Regions from separate parts of the Sus scrofa genome. Here region 1 is linked to region 2. The links are chromatin contacts, called in public Hi-C maps. All regions are on one chromosome and are shown on one strand. The core of a region is the stretch at or near the end of the contact, and the rest is flanking DNA. Distances in the headings are between cores, read along the strand shown.

Region 1 (3,291 bases), core at 549-3,048, 37 kb after region 2:
AGGTCAGCTGTCCCTCAAACGGGATTATGCAGGAATCAGGAAATAAGACATACACCTGGACTGCGGTGAAAACATTTATTTTACACGTTATCTTTATCACAGGTCAACATTCAGACAGAAGAGACTGGCCCCCGGTGTGCACAGGCGCCAGGGCAGAGGTCAGGCCCCAGGAGGACGAGAGCAGCACGGGGACCACAACGGTTCCCACACCCGCACAGAGCTTCTCACCACGTCGGGAACGTTTCAGTGTAAACTGCCTCCCCCGCCACATCACCCCATTTTCCAGAGACGCGCCGCGGCCAGCCCCCTCCTGGAGGGTGGCGGTGTGGCCCCGTCTTCCTCAGGAACCCGCAGGGTGGGTCTGTGTGCAGGACAGGGGCCCTCTGAGCACAGCTGTCAGACTCCATCTGGTGCATAAACTGGTTTTCATGTTTAAAGAGAGGGAGGGTTTCCAGCCACCTGAGTGTCACAGGGCCGTGCCACCCACCTCTGGGTCAGGAGAGCAACGGGGCCCAGGGAGGGATGGGCAGCGCTTGCCCAGTCGCCGCCTGGGTGGTCCTGCCCCCACCCTGGACTCGCAGGGGGCAGGCACCGGCTCCGGGCGCACAGTGGGGTCGGTGCCGCCTTCCGCGCAAGGAGCAAGACACCAGACACTGAGGCCCGGCTCCCACCGCGACTCGTCAAGAAACCAGAGGCCAATTTGGAGCCGATTTTTATTGTACTTGTTGCTTCGCCACTGGATAGCAGCAGTCACGCCTGCTGCGTGATATATACATATACACATATGTACACACACTACACCCACACTACGCCCACACCTACAGCAGACGACGCCAACCGTGCTTGAAACGACAGGAGGAAACGGAGCTGGCTGCCAATTCCACAGGAGGAGGAGCGCAACAGGTGAGTCCCGGGTCACAGAGTTCACAGCTCAGAAGCCGCCAGAGGAATGCGATCAGGCCCGTTGCCACAGCCTCCAAGCTGCCCCCCGGGCGCACGCACTGAGCCAGGACAGGCAGGGCTCTCCCGGGCGCACTCCCTCCAGATGCTGACCAGGCCGCCCCGGACGGGCTCCCCGGCCAGCGGTGTGGACACGCCGCCCGCCCCGCCCAGCGCGCCCAGGCTTTGCCCAGCGGTCCCACTCGACTGACCAGAGAAGCGGGAGGGCTCACAGCGAAAGCAGCGGGAAGCAGGGTAAGGCCCGAAGGCCCGGGAACCAGTCACCACGCACAAACAGAGACGTGCACAGCCCTGTCCCCACCCACCCTCGGGTCCCCCAGCCCTGGCCACGGCGGGCCACCTAGCGTGAGGCCCACAGCACGCCTGTCCCCACCACGACAGGCAGAGAGCTGTCCTTGCCGAGCACAGGCGCGGCTGCACCCCTCCAGACACGACACTGCTCCCCAGAGAACAGACAACCACGCGGGCAAAGGGCACCCGGGGACCTTGGTCTCCAGCCAGGAGGCGGCCTGCGAGTGTGGACAGTAGACCCCTGGGAAAGGCTTCTGCCCCGGACCCCAGAGAGGACACGCTTCGGGTTGGGTCAGGCGGGGGGTGGTCCAGACCCGGGCTCAGCTCCCGGGGGCCTGGGCCTCGGGGCAGCATCAGCATCGGCTTGAGGGCTGCTGTCATCACTCACCACTTATCTCATTTTTACAAACCCCACAGGGGACGGGTTCGACCCAGACCTGCCCCTCCTTCCCACGCCACCCGGGCCTCCAGGGAGCGTCATGTTTCTAGGAGACGATCCGTAAGATTCTAGAACCGAAAGACCCCCGGCAGGGGACCACTGGCGTGTGCCACGGGCCTCAGTGCTTCTGGACACAAAGCAAGAGCACAGACACGGTGCAGGGGCGGCTTCCTGCCCGAAGCTTTGAGCTGGGTTCTTGGCCGTTCGGGGCAAACAACTCACTTCCTAGTTATTTCCAGAGACAGCAGGAAGACTGGCTGCCTCCCCCTCGGGCTGGACTCCTGCTGCTGGACGGGAACTGGCAGTGAAGACCGCCCTGCATGGGGCCTCCTCCCCGTCCTGGGCGGTGAGACAGTGCATTTCCTAACCCTCCCAGCAGCCCAAGCCCGGGGCCCTTCTAGCTCAGTATCAGGGCGCACCTCCCTCACTGGACACCTCCGTGATCATCCTCCCGCACAAAACCCCCAACAAAACGGGGCCTCCCCCAGCACGGCTCCTGGAGTGCTCGGGCCACGGCGGCGGCGGCGGGGGGGGGGGAGGGGGAACAGGGGACGCCGCCGATGCCGCCAGTGACTTCAGGTGCGTCTGACCTCCCTGCGTGCGGCCCCCACCCCGTCCTTCCCACTGGCTGTTCCCTCGGCTCGTTCTGCAGAAACCCGGCAGTGTCACGCACAGGCCAGGCAGGAGCGCCCTCCCAGGGCTTCCGTGGCCTGGCCGCGGGCAAACACGCTGAAGGGCCCAGGGCCTCCTGGAACCCACCCCTCTACCCAGAGTGCGCCTTTGGTCCAGCTGGTCCTTCCTCTGAGTCCGATGCCTCTAGCTCTACCCGAGCCATCAACACCAGCCAAAGGGACCATGCGAAGGAAGGGGGCGGCTGGGCGCTCTGGGTGGCACAGGGGAGGGCTGTACGGCCGCTCGCCACCGGCAGCCAGGACTCTCAGCCCCCGACTCCCGAGGCCCGGGCCACTGCTGCCATCTGCGATGCTGAGGGGGTCCCGAAAGGGCCAGGGGGTCCTGCAGAGATGTGGGCGAAGACAAGGTGCGGGCGGGGGGAGCGGGGCTGCGGGAGGGGGCCCTGTCCATCCGGCCCGTGGCCTGGGCAAGTGCGGGACCGTTCCCACGCCTGGTGAGGGGGCGGGGACCGGCCTCAGGTCCGACACGGCAAGACTGTGGTCAGCAGAGCCTCCTGCAGCGACCGCCACAGCCGCACACGGGGAACGCCCGCTGCCAGGCCGAGCCCACAAGGCGAAGAGGCCGCACAGACTGTCCTCGGGACCAACACCACGGAAGGGCCACGCCGGGCGGCTGGGCCCAGCTCCCGCCAGGCGCCTGAGTCCAACGGCCCTGCCTGCGGCCACACGGTCGTGCACAGAGGGCAGCGGGCAGACCCCACAGCTCCCAGCCTGTCTGGGCCCGCCTGGCCGCGAGGCGCCACGCGGGCCATCCACCCAGGGCACAGACCGGACTGAAAGCCCTGAGGCGCCCCCCTGCCCCCGCCCCGCCGGGTGAACACGGCCTGGCTGCAACACGCCCACAACACAGACGGACATGGAACAGAACCCATACATGCTGTCAAAGAAAGGAACAACAGAAGACCGTAG
Region 2 (3,243 bases), core at 160-2,659:
GCATTGGCTCGGCCTCCCTCTCCCTCCCACCCGCCTCCAAGCTCTACAGGGTCTCCCCCCAGAACCCATGCTCCTGAGACCATGACTCCCATCCCATCTCGTTAGGAAGCAAGCTACCCCCCTGCATGGAGCTTCCCTAGCTTCAACACAGCTCCGACCGCAGCCTCTACGCAGCAAGGCTCTCATTCAGATTTGAAGGAGGAAACGAAAGCTTTACAGGCAAGCAAAAGCTAAGAGAATTCAGCACCACTAAACCAGCTTTACAACGAATACTAAAGGAACCTCTCTAGGTAGAAGGAGACCATAACCAGAAACAAAACTATGACGAGTGACGGGGCTCACCGGCAAAGACAAACACGTGAGAAAGGGAGAAGGTCAGCCACACACAAACAGGCCACCAAACCCAGAAATCGGGAGCAGAGGAGGGTACAAAGGCAGGATGCTGGGGATGCACTGGCAATGAAGAGACCAACAGCTTACAACAACCCTGTGTATACAAAGACTCCTATATCAAAACTTCACGGTAACTGCAAACCAAAAATCTACAAGAGATACACACAGAAATAAGAAAAAGCAACCCAAAAACAACACTGAAGACAGTCATCAAACCACAAAAGAAGATAATAACTGCTCAATTCCTCAGCAATAAACGGCCGTCATCTGATCTAGGGGACCCAGTCACAAGCCTCACAGATGCCACCCCTGCCCGCGGAGAGCTGACTCTGAACAGGCAGTACTGTGACCACCGACACCGCAGCGGAAGAACGAGCAACCCTGAGCGAGCACACAGAGGACCCCGGCCGGACGGTGGGGGAATCAGTCCCGTTCAAGGCAGGGGTTGGGGGGGGGCGATGCCTGGCCTGGGGGGTAGTAGCCACGGTGCTCAACTACAAGCACTGCACACTCGCAAGACGGCGTTACCACCCGCCTCTCAGCACAAACACCGGGCTCAGAGCGCCCCGGTGTCCCGTCTCCTGGGGAGGCAGCCTCGCTCGGGTCTGTCCGAACCCAGGACGCCGTTCTTCCCACAAAGACCTGGCCAACCCTGCGCCACCGCTGCTCTCGTCCTCCCCGCCCCGACCCGCCGCCTCACTGAGACGTGTGGGCAGTCGCGACGCGACCACGGTCCCGCCCGGGGCTCCACCCCAGCGCGCGGCCCGCCCCAGGCCTCACCCCCGGCCCAGCCCGGGCACGTAGCCGAGCGGAGCGGGCATGCCCAAGAACGGCTTCTTCTTCTTGTTCATCGCGGCTGTGACGCCGACGGCCGGGAAGGGAAAGGACGGAGGCTGCGGCCGGAGGCCAAAGACGACAGACGACCGAAGCGCCGCCGCAGGAAGAGCTCGCGCGCCCGCGTCACCCGCGCCCCGGAAGCAGAGCGCGCGAACCGACAGATCCCCGCCCACCTCGGCGGCCCCGACCGGAAGTTCCCTAAAGGCGACTTCCGCCCGCTTCCGGCGGCTCCTTGACTCCGAGACCGAGACGCGATAGGCGCATGCGCGGGGGGCGCCTGCTCGTGTAGCTGCGGGCGGGCGGGCGGTGTCACCCTCGATTAGCCCTCGATTAGCAGTCTGCACACGGGGGAACCTCAAACCTTGAGCCGGGGCGGCCCTGCTAACTGCGTGTACTCGATGCATTTCCGATACCTGCCTGTATGGGCAGGACCTATGGGTCCCCCGCCTCCCGGATCCGCCCTCCCTGCCCCCCGCCCAGTCGCCCTGGCCCCGGGGCAGGGCCTAACACAGCTCCGGGGGCTGCACACCCAGCCAGTTGTGTAGAGCTTATGCGGAGTGTATGTGTTGTGATCGCGTGTCCCCGGGTGCAGACTGCTTCCCTGGCTCTCCGCGCTCAGATTTCTGGACCCGATCCGGCAGCGCCGGTACCTGTACAGGCCCCCACCCCCACCATACCCTGAACATTCAGGTGCTTCTGGTGAGGGTGGGAGCCCAGATCCTAGGGAGCTAATTGATGAGCATAAATAAATGCACCAGGACAAGTTAGTATGCGGGCATGAGTGGTCACAGCATGTGGGTGAATTCCGTGTGTCCGTGGGCACAGGTGCAAGTCAAGCCACCTGTGCTCATATTTTAGGTGAATATGCATGACCGTCCTTGGCATACATGTCTGTGTGTCCATGTGCACGTTTGCTGAGGTGGCTGTGGGACATCCTCTGGCCCCCACATTCACCTGGGGAGAGCCCTCAGGCTCTAGGCAAAGCAAGCAAAAAGCTGGCCACATGTTTAGCCTTCTGCTGGACCAGGCAGCCCCCAGCCCACCCTAACCTTTCTCACTGGGGTCCTGGAGCAAACATAGCTCTCCTGCCTGCTGCAGCCTTCTCAGAGTTTCTCCCTCCTCCTTGCCCCCAGCCGAATCCCTTTCAGCACCACGCCCTGGACGCTGAGTCAGATTCTGGGTCTCCAGAGGGGAGGGGAGAGACCCTGCTGTCCTCCAGAAGTTTGCGGTGTTGTGGGGAATAAGAAAGGGTCGAACTGACTTCTCTGGGGAAACGAGTGCCCGTTGGACAGGGAGACCACTGGAGAGGTCTGGAGATGACGTGAATAAAGGAATAAGTAAACTGACATAGGAGAATGGGTTAGGTCTGGCCCTTGACCTGGCCCCCAGTGGACAGAAGCTCCCCGGAGCAGGTACACTACCCTCTCCCCTCCACACACGCACTCTTATGTCCCTGACTCAGATGCTCCTGCAGACCTCTGGATCTCCTGCCGGTGCACAGAGTCCCTTGTCCTTGCACGCCCAGGTGCGCACTGCCGGCCCGTGCCCTGGCAGGCACCGTTCGCATACGCAGATCCGCGCGCCGCCGACACACCTCCGAGTTCCCGGAGCGCGCCCGGCTCTCAGGGCTCAGCGGCAGGTGCCTCGCCGCGCAGACTCGCCGGGCGCGGGGACCGGCTCGGGCGCGGGGCCGGTTGGGGCGGGGCGGCGGCGCGCGTTCCCCGCCGGCCACACGGGCCGCCCTGCGCCCGGCGAGGGGCGTGTGCACAGGCGGGGGACCCGCGGGCCCCATGTTCACGGAGCTGAGGACCAAGCTGAGCCCCCCGCGAGGCCGCTCCGGGGCTGTGCGCGCCGGCTTCGGGGAGCGCCGGGATGTGGACGGTGAGCGGGCTGGACCGGGGCGCGGGAGTATCGGGGTCTGGGGGCTCGAGGACCGAGAGGGACAGGGGCGGGTCCTGGCGGACTCCGAATGGCAGCCGCACTCGGAGTGGGGGGCGCGCCCTGGTCGAACAG

Evidence for each region. A called contact is a pair of places that touch in the nucleus more often than the background predicts.
Region 1: a contact with region 2 is called in a Hi-C map of liver, with 1.6 times the contacts expected there. The contact joins the promoter of LOC110257381 here to the promoter of PRPF6 in region 2. A contact is called at or near these places in 7 of 47 Hi-C or Micro-C datasets (blood, embryonic fibroblasts, fetal heart ventricle and 3 more) and 1 of 2 datasets of contacts at active chromatin or transcription factors (alveolar macrophages).

The regions. Positions count from the first base shown.
Region 1 is chr17:62,777,241-62,780,531 of Sscrofa11.1, reverse strand. It overlaps LOC110257381, which reads right to left and starts at 1,798. Exons shown (of 1, transcript XM_021077612.1): 1 at 62-1,798. The coding sequence starts at 1,632. The coding sequence ends at 925. It overlaps DNAJC5 (dnaJ homolog subfamily C member 5), which reads right to left. Exons shown (of 6, transcript XR_002339937.1): 6 at 62-3,291.
Region 2 is chr17:62,813,675-62,816,917 of Sscrofa11.1, reverse strand. It overlaps PRPF6 (pre-mRNA-processing factor 6), which reads right to left and starts at 1,409. Exons shown (of 21, transcript XM_021077613.1): 1 at 1,174-1,409. The coding sequence starts at 1,244. SAMD10 (sterile alpha motif domain-containing protein 10) reads left to right here and starts at 2,925. Exons shown (of 5, transcript XM_021077668.1): 1 at 2,925-3,111. The coding sequence starts at 3,021.